2 separate regions of the Rattus norvegicus genome follow, and region 1 is linked to region 2. Evidence: chromatin contacts called from public Hi-C data. All regions are on one chromosome and are shown on one strand. The core of a region is the stretch at or near the end of the contact, and the rest is flanking DNA. Distances in the headings are between cores, read along the strand shown. Region 1 overlaps LOC134480677 (a long non-coding RNA gene). Region 2 has its middle 53 kb from the start of Adra1b.

Region 1 (7,201 bases), core at 1,435-3,934, 66 kb after region 2:
TGGCTTTCCACCCCCAAGGACTGCAAAAACAGCACCTTGTAGAAGTACAAAATAAATAAATAAATAAATAAATAAATAAATAAATAAATAAATAAGTCTTTAAGGCAGGAGGGAGCTGTAATCCCTTACAGAAATGGGAAATCTGTCTTAGTCTCTAACCTGTTCCCTGTGCATGCATGAGAACCCAAGTTCAATACCAACCTAAAAGAGCCCACGCATGGTGGGTACTCTCAGGGCTGGGTAAGCTGGATCCTTGAGGCTCGATGGCAATCCAGTCAAGCCTAGTTGGGTAACCCCAGGCCAGTAAGCGACCCTGCCTCAGAAACAAACAAACAAACTCACAGGGCAGACAGTGCCTGAGAGGGAATGACACTTGAGATTGTCTACTGACCTTCACACATACACATATACATGGGCATGTACACCTGTATACTATGTCCCACTTACACACACGAATATGCACATGTGAGAGAGGAAGAGAGAGAGAGGAATGGGGAAGGAGGCATGGAGAAGGCCACATAAAAACAGAGGCAAGATGGCAAAATGCATGGGACTGTGGATGGGGCTCAGAGGCAGATCACCTGCCTGTCTTGCACAGGGTGGTTTAGCATGGAAAGCAGAGGCAGAGATTGGAATAATACTGTCATCAGCCAAGAACCCTCAAAAGCTGGAAGAAGCAGGGAGACTTTTTTCCCCACTACAGATTTTATAATGACCAGTGGCTGCTGATACCTTGACCTTGGGTTACTAGTCTTCAGATCCACAACATAATACTTTCTGCTGTTCTAAGACACTACTAGTTTGGGGTGCTTTATCATGAAGACCCAGGATGGATACAGCAGAATCAACAGAGCTTTAAAATGGCATTCTGAGCCTCTCTTTAAGCCAAGTCTGGGTCTGAGGTCTACAGAGAACTGTTCACAGCTTGACTCTAGTGAAACCCACTGGCCTCGGCCCTGGTTTGACAGTTTTTCTGTTTAACAACTGCCAGCAAGGAGCTTCTCTCCTCTCTGCTGAACTCAGCACCCCTCCACCCTCCTCCTCCTGCCTCAGAAATAAGCAAGAGAATCTGGAGGTTTAGAAGTTAAAAATCAAAACAAAGCAAATCAGAGCCCCTAATGTTTTATGTCTGGCAGCCTTATTTCCTTGTGCTGGGCCTCTAGGCCAAGGAATGTGACCTTTCTATGAGGAAAGAGCCAAGAGAAGCTATTGTCCCTGCACTGGGAAGCTACCAGGCAGCCTGTTTGTGTTTATATGTGGAGATCTCATAGGGTGCTTAGCATCCCAGGTAGAGCCTGAGTCTTAGGACATAGGGGACTTACCTCTGCATCGGTGGGATAAGATCTTTCAGGTATGTGCTTTTGCGGACTCAGAGACACATAGGCTAGCTCAGTTCCTATGCTGACAATAATATGGGTTGGAACCAGAATGCTATTGATGAGAAAACTGATGTCCTGAAGGTTGGAAGAATTTTCAGCAAGTGAGGCTATCCTTTTGGGGATTTATAGGCAGGAAATGGCTACTATAGGTGCTATATAGCCACTGATCAGGTGCCTCTGTAAATAACTCTACTGGAATTCACTGATTCTCTCTATCTCTCTCTCTCTCTCTCTCTCTCTCTCTCTCTCTCTCTCTCTCCCTCTCTCTCTCTCTCTCACACACACACGCACACACACATACACACATATATGACAGAGACTAAAAGAGGGTTAATTTGAAAGAGGGAGGGATCAGCAGGGATGGGAAGGAGAGAAGAAAAGTTCTGGGTATTAATAGGGACAAAATACATTATACACATGTATTAAAATGTCATAATGAAATTCATTTATATATATAATTATATACCAATAGAGACATAAAAACAGTTTATTCATAGTAGAACCGAGACTATACCTAGCACGGGAGCTGTAGATCAGAAGGAGTGGATAATTTACTAGAGAAAATCCAGAACAAAAGCAATGTGTTCCAAGAGGCAGAGCAAGGGGGCAGCTCCCCAAGGAAGTGCAGAGAAGAGGGACTGGAGGCCCAAGGAGACCCAGATTTGGAGTCAGAGCCAGGTCTGTATAGAAACTGTTGGCCACCAACAAGTCCTTCTGTGTCCTCAGTATAACTTATAAAAGAAGACAGTAATTATATCTGCTTTCTGAGATTGTCCTGACTTACACGGCAGATGGCATGTTTAAACTGGCATTTGGAATATGGCAATCACTAGGGAAGAGACAGGTGAGTGGTGGTTGTTAGCAGGCTGAGCTCCCTGTGCCTTTGCCTGGAGATGACCTCAGGAAAGTTGGCCACTCATTGGGAAAGAAGGTGATTGCCCTGATGTGGGTGGAGGATGCTGGGGATGGACCTGGGCCAGGACAGGTTCTTGGCAGCTCATGGGAGGAGAATGATGGGAGAGTGAGCCCCGAGAGGCTATTGCAGCAATGTCCTTGAAGGGTCTATGGACAAAACAAAATAAAATCTAATACAAAGTCTCTAGAATCCTCTCAAGTGCTGCCAAGCCAGAATGTGTTTTCTGAGCCCCATCGAGGCAGCTTTGTCTCCACTCCTCTCAGAGTGTGCAAGTACTGTAACCTTGTGGGGTCAAGAATCCACCTTGAGCAATGGAGCAAGAGAGGACCCGGCTCATTTCCCCAGTGAGGATCTTGGCTCTGGCTCCTGTCCTCCCCTCACCAAGTTGGGCCAAAGAGTGAAGAAACAGGACTGGAGAGAATGCAAGTTCAGGAGGTCAGCTCTGCTGAAGGTGAACATTAACCCTACAGCCCTCTGGGATTGAACAAGAGGACAAAGTTGTCAGACTCCTCAGTCTTCTTGTGAAGGAGCACTATTTCCCAACCTTGACTGACAACGATGCTTCTTGCTAACATATCCCTGTGGGATGAGATTGAAATTCCTTGGCATCCAAAGCCCTGGAGGCGACCTTGAAGCTTGTTCCATGTTGGATTTGCCAAATGAGACCACACTGCAGCCATATCCAGAGGTAGCAGTTTATTTCCCATTGCAAGTGATTCGTGCCATAAAAGAAGATGGATCAAGTGGGGCACTGGGAACACAGTAGGTAGCCAGTCCATGGCTGTTGATTTGAGTCATTCTTTGTTTTCCCTCTTGTCTTTAAAAAAAAGGGCAACGAGACTACCAACTGTCAAACATGCCTGTAAAATCCTACTTTAAATAGCAAGAATAGCTGAGATCAGTTTCTTATGTTGCCTGATTGTCTTGTTTCGTGACTGCAGGCTTGTCCATCATCAGAAAGAGGAAGGTGAAGCCAATCCCTGTTCCTTGGTGGCAAACAGCCCTGGACTGGAATATCCAGTACTCTCAGGAATCTTTGCCTCCCACCCAGTGTCACCCAGCTGAACACGATGCTGTTATGAAGGGCCCATGAATTAAAGAATATGCAGACAAAAACATTATTCTGGAAGTTATTTGTCTTTTTCTCTCTTTGGGACCATTTTATGTTGTCTCTAATTTTGTAGCTAGAACTATTTTGGATATAAGGATTTGGGGTTTAAAAAGAACCACATTAAACTCCAGAGACCTCATGACTTGTAGGGTTTGTCTTAAGCCCCTTTCAGCTAGGTTTGATGGTGTCTTTGTTACCCAGGGACATTTGGCAACATACAATGCCTGAAGACAATTTTGATTGCCATGTATTTGACTTTGACTGCATGATATCTAGTGGGCAGCAGACAAAGAATGCTTTCAAATGTTAAATCTAGTTCAGTTTGGCCTGTTGTAATGCCTCTGGGGGATTATCTTGATTTCTTTAATTTGGGTGGGAAAACCCATCCTCTGTGGGTGGCACCATTCCCTAGGCAGAAGATATCCTAAAGAGGAGAAATTGAACTGATCATCAGCATGCATCCATACATACATATCTCTGTGTCCTTACTATGAATGTGATATGTTCACCTTCCTCAAGCTCCCTGCTATAGTAGACTGTCACCAGGAACTATGAGCTAAAATAAACTGTTTCTCCCTTAATTGCTTTAGTCCAGGAATTTTATTGCAGCTACAGAAAACAAAACCAATACAGCTTGCCTTTCAATATTGCCCATTGGTTTGCTTTTCTCTAAGATAACTTTGGCTTTGCTTTATCAAGAGTTAGAGTCAGCAGAAGAGTTTCTCCCTGGTTGCAGGGGCCACAGGTGAGCTGACCCTGACCCTTGTCAACTGTGAGGTGAGAGGGCACAGGGCACAGGGCACAGGGCACAGGGGTGATGTCCTCACCTCCTCACCCCTTGCCACCTGAGAGTGTTGGACCCGAAAGCATGAATGCTGGAGAGCTATTCCTGTCCCTCACTGACTGTAACACTTGGGAGAGTAGGACCTGCACCTCCTCTGGGCAGCACAGTGAAGCTGGATGTGGAGGTATGGGTGCAGGTGCCCTGCCCTGGGGCAGGGGAGATGAGATCATGAAAACTGACCCTACCTCCTGCCAATGGCAGCCTAGCCAGAGTCATGCTGGAAAGGGCACCCTGGTGGTGTGGGTGCGGGAGAGTCTGCAGGATGATCAGCTCAGCTAACACCTTTGAGTTGGCCCACTCCAAAATAAACTTCATCTGTAAATTGTTGGAGTGCATGAAAGGGCCTATTCTGCTGACCCAAAGCTGCAGGATCTCCATGACAAAGGGTAACCACTGGATACCTGGGAGGAGTCCTGATGAGGATCCAATATTGATGGTGTCTCAGAAGCCAGAGACCTCCAAGCAGACCAAAGACTCATTGCAAATGAACATTTGCAAGTGAAGATGTGTGGACAGAGGGATTGATAGTAGGATACACTGGGATACACTGTAACTTCCACGATGAGATGTTTTCTATGCCTTGTTTTGTTTGTGTGTTCTTTCTTTTCTCTTGGGGGGAGCTGCAAAGGTAGAGGCTGAATACTAGGGGGTTCATGATGTAGAAGTCACAAAAAATCAACAAAAGTTTTAGAGTCTTCTTGAATCTGTGAACTTAGATGGGCATTATCCCTTGAGTACATCACATAGACTCATGATTCTATTAAGCAATACAGTAAGAATGGCAATGACATTGTATGACTCCCACATTTAGACCAGATCAGAAAAACACATGGCTTCCACTTTCTCTTCTTTCAAGGATTATTGCTATGGTGGGGTTCCTCCTCAACTACTCCAGCTTAGTTTAATCTCCAGCTAGTGCCATCTCCACTAACAGTTCAGGTGAACCTGCAGATAATTATTGTTTGGTCATGCTGTCCCTAAGCTCTTTAAAAAAATAAAATACAGAAAACAAACCAAAACCAAGTTTCCCATTTATCTTAGCTAGGGTTTTCATCGTTGTGAAGAGACACCGTGACCAAGGCAACTCTAATAAAGGACCACATGTAACTGAGGTAGGCTTGAGGTTCTGAGTTTCAGTCCATTATCATCATGGCAGGAAGGGTGGCAACATTCAGGCACACATGGCACTGGAGGAGCTGAGAGTTCTACGTCTTTTTCTGAAGGCAAACAGGAGACTAGGCTTCCAGACAGCTGGAAGAAGGGTCTCAAAGCCCACTCTGGCAATGACACATTTCCTACAATAAGCTCACACCTACTCCAACAAGGCCACATCTCGTAATAGTGCCACTCCCTGGGACAAGCATTTTTAAACTGCCACACCATTTTTATAAACCTTAAGCACAACAAAGAACATCTAGCCAACCTACAAATTGTACATAAAACAAAAGCACAGTAAGAATGGAAATGACACTCCCAGTACTCGGGAGGGAAAGACAGGTACAGCTCTGGATTCTATGAAAAAAATAAAATAAAATGGCTGATCCAAGTCACTGCTTTGTAGTGGTAGGTAAGTTAAACCACTTTGGCTACTGGTGGGTCTCATGCATACATGCACATGTCCAAGAGCTCTCTGGATTCACAAATCACACACACACACACACACACACACACACACACACACACACACACACACACACACACACAGGCTAATTTTGATATGCCTTGACTAGCTCAATGGCTGGGCATTTCTAATTCTCCCCTCGGCTAGCCTACATTCTCCCCTCCAACTTTCCTAAGTCAACTTACTAAATCAACATTTCATCTCTGCTATCCCAGACCCAATCGGGGGAGTAGTACCTAGTGCCATTTTCTTGAATTTTTACATGGCTAGCTGCTTTCTTTCCTCCAGCTCTTATGTCTAATCCCTCTGCTTCCAAGTCAGGGCAATTCTCTCCCTCTCCTTCTGTTCTCTGCCAGTGCAGTCTTAAAAGTCCCGCCTCTTTCACCCAGTCATTGGCCATTTGCAACTTTATTTCCTAATCAGAGCCACCTGGGGTCAGGCTTCCTTCAGTGTCTAAACACAGATTCCCAGGCGATTCTGGGAGCCGAATTAAGACAAAGCATTAGAACCAATTCCCAATGCTGCTTGAATTAATTTGCCATCTGGGATTAAAGAGAAGAACAATCTTGGATTTTGTTGTTGTTGTTGTTGTTGTTGTTGTTGTTGTTGTTGTTGTTGTTGAGGTTGTTGTTTGAGGCAGGTCTTAGGTAGCCCAGGCTGGCCAGCCTTGAACTGAAAGCGTAGCTAGTGGTGGCGTCACATGTAGCTGACAGGTTAGACTAGCTGGAGATATCCTTGAATTCATGAGACTTCTGTGTCCATTTTCCAAGTGAGGGACATATAAGTGTGTGAGCCGCCATACCTGGCTCTCAAGTCTATAAAGAAAGTCTCCTAACCAGGTTTCTGGTGACAAAAATGCTCATTTAACAGTAGAGAGAATACTCAGTGTTAACTTCAATGGAGAGAGAAAAATGAGAACAAGCAGCAGTGGCCTTTAATCCACAGTGCTCTGCCTTGTCCTGGGTGTGCAGTGGGACCTCTCAGTCTCTCTCTGTTAGCCCCATTTCTTGCCAGAGCTATGATGACAAGACCAAAGAATTTAGATAGAAACTCAGTGAACGGACCCACTCTATCTTTTGTAGCCAAAGGTGACAGAGACTGGATGTGGATGGAGAGGCTTCCTTTCATTTTCTAGAGGTTATGAGTATCTATTGATAAAGGAGATATAAAGATGACTGTGTGAGATAACAGCCCATCACCAAGGTCAAATCTGTTTCATCCCCTGGTTCTTTCATCCCTGGGTGAAATCTTTCGAGGGTACACATTAGTCATTGCAATTGATTGGCTAAGCACTGAACTGCATCCCTGTTCTCCATCTTCAGTTATTACA
Region 2 (7,067 bases), core at 181-2,680:
AAATATGCACCCAGGGACCTGTCCTGCTTTCCTGAGGAGGTGATGCCTTTTTGCTGGGTTTTGTGTGTGTGTGTGTGTGTGTGTGTGTGTGTGTGTGTGTGTGTGTGTGTGTATGTGTATGTGTGGTGTGTTGGGGGTAGGTATGCATATATGTGTATACGTGTAGGCAGAGGCCAGAGAACAACCACATCTGTTACTTGTTCCTGCCAATGACTTTATTTTTTGAGACAGGGTTTCTCATTGGTCCAGAACTTGCCAAGTAGGCTGGGCTAGCTGTTCAGTGGGTGCTTGTCTCAGGGCTGGATTCATAAATGTGTGCTACCGTCCTAGCTTTTCTTTTATTTGGATTCTGGGGATGGAACTCTAATTTTATGCTTTTAAGGCAAGCTCTTTGCTGGATGAGCTGTCTCCCCCATCCTCTGTCAGATGTTGAATAATTCTAGAAGATCAGGAGTGGGCTGTTGAGCATTGAGCATTTTGGGCAGGCCCTGGGCCTCACACATTATGACTCATAATTGCTTAGGACTCTTCCTGATACAGGCGGTACTCAAGAGGTTAGCTCAGGGAGGGACACACATGTCATCTTGTCAACTTCTTAGTTACAAAGGCCTCATAGCTCCAGCTCTTAGGTAGGGTATATAGTACAGAGAAAACAATATTCTCTCAGGACACAGCCCAAGGTTCTACTCTTGCCTATTCCACCATAAGACCTTTGACAGATCATCCAATCCCTGCAGCCTCATTTTGTTCATCTATAAAATGGAGAGTCATGGATACCTATTGATTTCTGAGGATCATGGCAAAAATTAAAGATGATGCCAGCACGGGTAGCTCACTATAACACATGCTGCCTAAGAGGAGTGAGATGCCACTGTCATCCAGTAACACTTTGGTTCATTGATTGCTGTGACAGTTATTGTTCATTGTCTACTTTACAAGATGTAGAATTGCCTAGGAGACAAACTTCTGGGCATGTTTATGAGGGAGTTTCTTGACTGGGCTAATTGAGTTGAGAGGACCAACTCTAATTGTTGGTCCTGGACTGAAGCTAAAAGAGGAGAGAGAGAGAGAGAGAGAGAGAGAGAGAGAGAGAGAGAGAGAGAGAGAGAGAGAGAGAGAGAGGGAGAACTGAGTACCGTTTCTTTACTATGGCTGCAATGTGATTAAGTGCTTTATGCTCCCACTGCCATGCCTTCCCCACCATGACGGACTATACACCCAACTATGTATGTTATCTTAGTGATGAGAAAAGACTGCTCAGGATGTGCATGCTCTTCCCTTTTCATTGCTGTTAGTTGGTTCATGTGTACCATGAACTGTGTTCTGAGCAAGGACAGAAAACTCTTGGACTGGCCACAAGCTGCTCAGTGCAAGCTTCAAGCTGTGACCCTGGACCATGACTTTGGCTGCAAGCCATGAACATGGCTTAGGCAACACTCTGCTACTTACTCTGGACTGTTGATCCCAATGGGTCACTCTGAGCCTGTTAGCCTTGACCTAGAGATCACCCTGGCATTCGGACTTGCCTGGAAGTTTCCTCCTTTAATTTTAGGACCTAATGAAACCATAGGATCCTGGCCATAGCATCTGAAGATACCTAAATTCACTCATCTGTGGTATAGGACACTCAACTGACTCCTTGTGTCTTAAGGTTGTTCCCAAGGAAGAATAGAGATGAAGAGGGCCAGGAAGGTAAGCTCTAGGGAGAAGGGAGAATCAGGAGGGGGAGAATAATCACCTTCCCAAAAGCAAATCAATATTTTTTTCTCAAAAGAATATAAGAATATATAGAGATGTATATATGAATATATGAATATATATATATCCAGGATCTCATGTAGCATAGGCTGGCCTCAGACTTGCTAAACAGCTGAGGCTATGTAGTTGAGCATGATCTATCTTCTGATCCTCAGTTTCCACCTTCTGAGTGCTGGGACTATAGTCATGTATCGCTATGTCCAATTTATGTGGTTCTGGAGACCATACCCAGGGCTTTGTACATGGAAAAAGTAGTTTCCCTATGGAGTCACATGCTCAGCCAGAGACTAATCACTTTAATGACATAATGCCCATTATTTGCCTTCAGGGTTTCAAAAACCCTTTATTTGGGCTCTTCCTAGACTGAGAAGAATACAGTAATTCTAGCTCAGATTTTGTGCTAGGCAGATCTGAACTTACAACACGGCTTGGCTCCTGGCTACTTTGGGCAGCCTTGGGTGAGCTGTCTCACCTTTGGGTCCCTGCTTACAAAGTGGAGTTAGTATGGGACCTGCATTATAGAGTTAAGGAGAGTCTTAAACAGGTTCATGAATCTAAGCGTCTAGTAAAGAATTACGATTGGATTCCATTTTTGGCCCTTGTGGCTGCGTGCTTGTCAAGAGGATTTGATGAGATGAAGGATTTGAATCCTGGAAGCTAGAGACCATGGTGCTGACACAGAGCATGGAAACAATCATTTTTTTTCTTTCAGTTTTTGGAATTTGATGGATGTGCTGTTGGCTTGGGTGCATAGCAGCCAGAGAGTCTGGAGGGCTCCCTAAGGACAGCCTCCTGGGACAACATTCCAGTTTGGTGCAGTGTGAAGGAAGGGGTTCAGAATGAGTCCTTCTGCTGCCCAGGGCCTTGCATAGCCAACAGCTTTGCTGGGTTCTTCCGTCTTATAAGGGTGACTTGATAAGGAGATGTGTGACACGTAGTGTCAGATGTGATATCTTTATATGACAACTGTTTCCTAGGATGCAAAGCTCTGGGTTGCCTGAGGGTGAGTGAGCTGAGGTACGATATAGGGCCAGGCATCGAATCCCAGTGAATGATTCAGCCCCCCTGTTCTAAGACATCTACTGTATTTTCGGAAAAGCATTTTAAGCAGACAAACTGACCTTCAGACCAAAGCACAGTCTCAGGCTTACTCCAAAGGTCTTCCACCTCTTAGGGGAAGAAAACATGGAAAATTCTAGAACAGGTACAGAATGGGGAGCTGCTTTCTACTGGCTGGTAAATATCTGAAACAAGCATCAGATCCCAAGGATGAAAGGAAGGGTGGGCAAATTCATTAAAAAAAATAAAAGAGGTTATACCATATAGAAAGTCATGTAGAAAAGACAAAGAGGCCTTAACTCTATCCCACCATGTCTCTCAACTTCTGCAGATTTCCCCAGGATCCCAATTGTTATAGAACATTAAGACACCCTACGGCTCTGCCTTCCCCAAATGGTAGGTATCATAAGCATCTGCCACCTTCCACATTCCACCAGATTGTATATACAGCCATGTGCTAAGATGGACCTCTCTGTTAGATCCAAGGGACGGACTCTGTGTGTTTTCATTCACACACGGCAATCTTGTTCTTATTCACTAGTGATTGACTTAGGGATAGCCAGACAGTCCACTTCTGGCCAATGGGACCTGAGTCACAGTCTTTTATAATGTTCTGGAAAATTTCTGCTTCCAGAGAAGACAAAGGAATGGCTAGAAATACGCTGATCCTTTTTGTTGTACATCGTCATATAAGGACATAGGGTTTGAGGCTATGGCAGCTGCTCTGCCAGCCAAGGTTAAAGCAAAAAGCATAGAGAAGTAGATTCAGAGCTTTGGTGTTCTCAAACCCCGTTCTCACCCTGTGGTCATCAATACGTTGACTTTTGTTAAATAAAGCAACAGGATTCCATAATCACACCTGTCCCAAAGCAGCTGAACTGACACATGGAGAAAGCTTTCCTTATTTGGTCCTCTCTCTTTCCTTCTTTTCTGTCTTAATTCAAAAGACTCAAACGCACATATCTGTAGGGTCAGGACAATATATATTGTATAAGTGTATACAAGGGGTTAGTTGGAGACTGGGAGTCTCTTGTCAAAGAGTGCCTACAGCTGGTGGGGTCGATTCTGACTCTGGAATGGTACGCCACTGAAACCAGATGCTTTTAGATTTTAGAAGAAACCAGAAGCTAGATATTTTGTGTGGTGTCTCCCAGTTTTGAGGTGCATGTTTAAATTATCATGGAAGAGGTACTATGGGCACCAAATCTACACGTCCATGCACTGTTAGCTTAAAGATCACAGTTGTACTTGGCTTTATCTGCCTAATTCCAGACCCATTGCCATAGACTTCTTCCATGTAAACTATGTCTCCACAAAATAAAGTAATAGGACAAACAATAGTGGGTTGAAACCATGAGTCACAACAAGCCTTGTGTCTGTGCAAATTGCTGAGTAACACAATGGGTTGGAGGGAATGTATCTCTATTCCAACATTGCTGCGACCAAGTGACTGACAAGCAACTTGAGGAAGGAAGGGATTCTTTTGACTCACAGTTCAAGGTTAGAGCCTACCATGGAAGGAAGGCATGGAAACAGGAGCTTGCTTGATGTCTCTGGTCACTTTGCATCCATAATCAGGAGATAGAAAGAAATGGATGCTGGCATGCAGCTCTCTTTCTCCTCCATATTCAGTCTGAGATCCCAGCTTATGGCACGGTACCACCCACATTCAATAGAGGTTGTCTTAGTTAGGGTTTTACTGCTGTGAAGAGACACCACGACCAAGGCAACTCTTAACAGGACAACATTTAATTGAAGCTGGCTTATAGGTTTGGAGGTTCAGTCCATTATCATCCAGGCGGGAGGATGACAACATCCAGACAGGCATGGTGCAGGAGATGCTGAGAGGTCTACCTCTTCATCTGAAGGTCACTAGGAGGAGACTGGTTCCCATGTGGTTAGGAGGAGGGTCTCATTACCCACTCCTACAGTGACACACTTCCTCCAACAAGATCGTACCTACTCCAACAATGCCACACCTCCTAATAGTGCCTCTTCCTGGGCCAAGCATATTCAAACCACCACAAAGGTCTTCCCACCCTAGTCAAACCTCTCTGGAAAAACCCTCATACCAATACCCAGAGCTATGTTTCCATGAGCCTAAACCCAGTCAAATTGTCAATGAAGATTAACTACAGCAGCTATGAAGCTAGGGCATTGAGTGCAATTTCTAGGACTTTTCTATTTTTTACAGCTTTATCAGTGCCAAGAAGACACATAGTATTTTTTTTTTACTAGAAAAAGGAAAACATTCCCAGAGAATGTAAAGACACTGCAGTAAGAGGCCTGTGTTGAAGGGCCATTGTGTCAATAGTACTTTGGTGGGAAAGTTCAACCAGGTCTCTCTAAGGAAGGCCTGGGTAGCTAGAGACATGATATCCCCTTACCCAAATGAAATGTCCTATGACCCAGGAACCTGGTTCCCAAGAGGGGCTAAGCAGGTTGTCTAATTTAACCCTGTCAGTTATAATACTGGAGACCATCAGGTTTGCCTCTGGGTCACCAGATGAAGTCTTCAGAGTCCCTTGATGACACTGTGCATCAGAGAACAGCTAATAGGAACTTCATGGAGAGCACCATGGACAGCACAGTGATGGTTCTCAATGACAAGAGGGAATGAGTCACTAACAGCTCCAGGAATTTGGAAGGAATGCCAACGAATCTCTGAATAATGGGTGCAGTTCTGACACCAAAGAAGGCAAAGGGCAGGTACTAGTTGTCATGGAGGAAGAGTGGGGGTGGGGGGGGACACAGCTCCCCTATATGGTTACAGAGTTTGAGCAGCTTGTGGCCATATGATGCAATCATGGTGAGCTGGAATAGTGAAGAAAATGAAGATTTTTTTTCCATTGGGAAGGAATATTATGTGCAGGAGCTGGAGGTGAATCCTTCTTGAGGGGCAGGAGAATAGTTTTGACAGCTTCTAGAAACTCTGTCAGGCTCTGGGCTTTTAATCATGGCTATAGGAGGTGACAGGTACCAGTGGATATGAGCACTTCTGAAAGCACCCTGGAACTATCAGATGGAGCATTATATAGAGGTTCAGGGACAACTTGGCTATGTCTAAAGGACAAGTCAAAGTTGCTAAGGAGCCCAAGAATACATCTGTATCGGTCACGTGTCACTGTGGCAAGGTGACTGAAAGAAAAGACATGTAAGAGGTAAGATTTATTCTGACTCAGTTTCAGGGGTTTCAATCCACAGTCATTTGTTGCTTCTGGGACTGTGCATTGTGAGGCTGAACATTGTGTTAAGGGGCATGTGGTAGAGCATACTGGCCTCCTTGGTGGTGTACAAAAGGGACGGGAGGATGGAGAGAGGAGAGGAACAGAGAGGAAGATGAGGAGAGGGGAGGGAAACAAAATAGACCTTTAGAAATCCAAGTACTCGACAACCCACTTACTCCCACTAGACATCACCCATTCAGGTATGACCTCATTAATGATGTGTACCAAGTTCTTGTGCTATAATCAAGACTCATCATCACCATCTGAGGGCCAAATGTCCATTTTACACTGAGACTACAGTGTTTTCAAAGTTAGTGGAGTCATGCCACCAGCATAGCAAGTTGTTCAGAAGACAAGTTTTCTCTCTCCATAAAACCACAAGTGCTAAGGTCAAAAGCCAACAGCTCTATGTACTTCTTGGTGCTTTGTTCTCCAGAGAGGGCAGCAGGAAACAATCATCAAGAACATAAGCCTTACCATCTGCTGGTATCGTCATTCATCAGTGTAAATCAACTTTAACATCAGTGTAAAGATAAAAGCTGGTGAAACTATGTCCACCATGGTCACCACCATAGTGGGCAACACTTGTAACCGTATGTGGATGCAGGGGTTTATGCTAAGATGGGAACAGTGAAATTACCAAAGCTTGCTATGAGCAGGGTTTGGTATTAGGAATGGAGATCTGGAGGAACAAGAGCATGCAAAAGAGGACAGAGGAAGATGTTGAGACAACATCCTCACTAGAATTGTCTCCCAGTGGGCCTCTGTGGCAAAATCTTTAGCAGTTACAGACCAAGGCTAGTGTTGAATAGTCCCATTCTGGCCCTGTCTGCAGCTGACATGACTAAGTTTAAATGTCATAAGTGTTTGCTGTCAGCAATTTTAGCTGTGTGCTCCTTTCTGAAGAGAGTTATGAGTGGTGAACCACTACATCCTGTACAGAGTCCATATCCTGAATTCACAGTAGGCCTTTTTGCTAATTATTTGTGAAACTGTCACTTAGCACCTTGGGCTAATTCTTGA

What was found. A called contact is a pair of places that touch in the nucleus more often than the background predicts.
Region 1: a contact with region 2 is called in a Hi-C map of kidney, with 1.6 times the contacts expected there. The contact joins two enhancer-like sites. A contact is called at or near these places in 2 of 12 Hi-C or Micro-C datasets (kidney and liver).

Annotation. Positions count from the first base shown.
Region 1 is chr10:28,928,542-28,935,742 of GRCr8, forward strand. It overlaps LOC134480677 (a long non-coding RNA gene), which reads left to right. Exons shown (of 2, transcript XR_010055330.1): 2 at 3,237-3,413. Among named protein-coding and RNA genes, the nearest start is that of Adra1b, 120 kb to the left of the region's middle. Within about 2 kb of position 2,685, at least 1 of the 93 cell types and tissues checked has an H3K27ac peak or open chromatin away from gene starts, as enhancers often do. A contact at or near this core is called in kidney, where this site is marked.
Region 2 is chr10:28,863,766-28,870,832 of GRCr8, forward strand. It overlaps a transcript of Adra1b not described here. Among named protein-coding and RNA genes, the nearest start is that of Adra1b, 53 kb to the left of the region's middle. Within about 2 kb of position 1,431, at least 3 of the 93 cell types and tissues checked have an H3K27ac peak or open chromatin away from gene starts, as enhancers often do. A contact at or near this core is called in kidney, where this site is marked.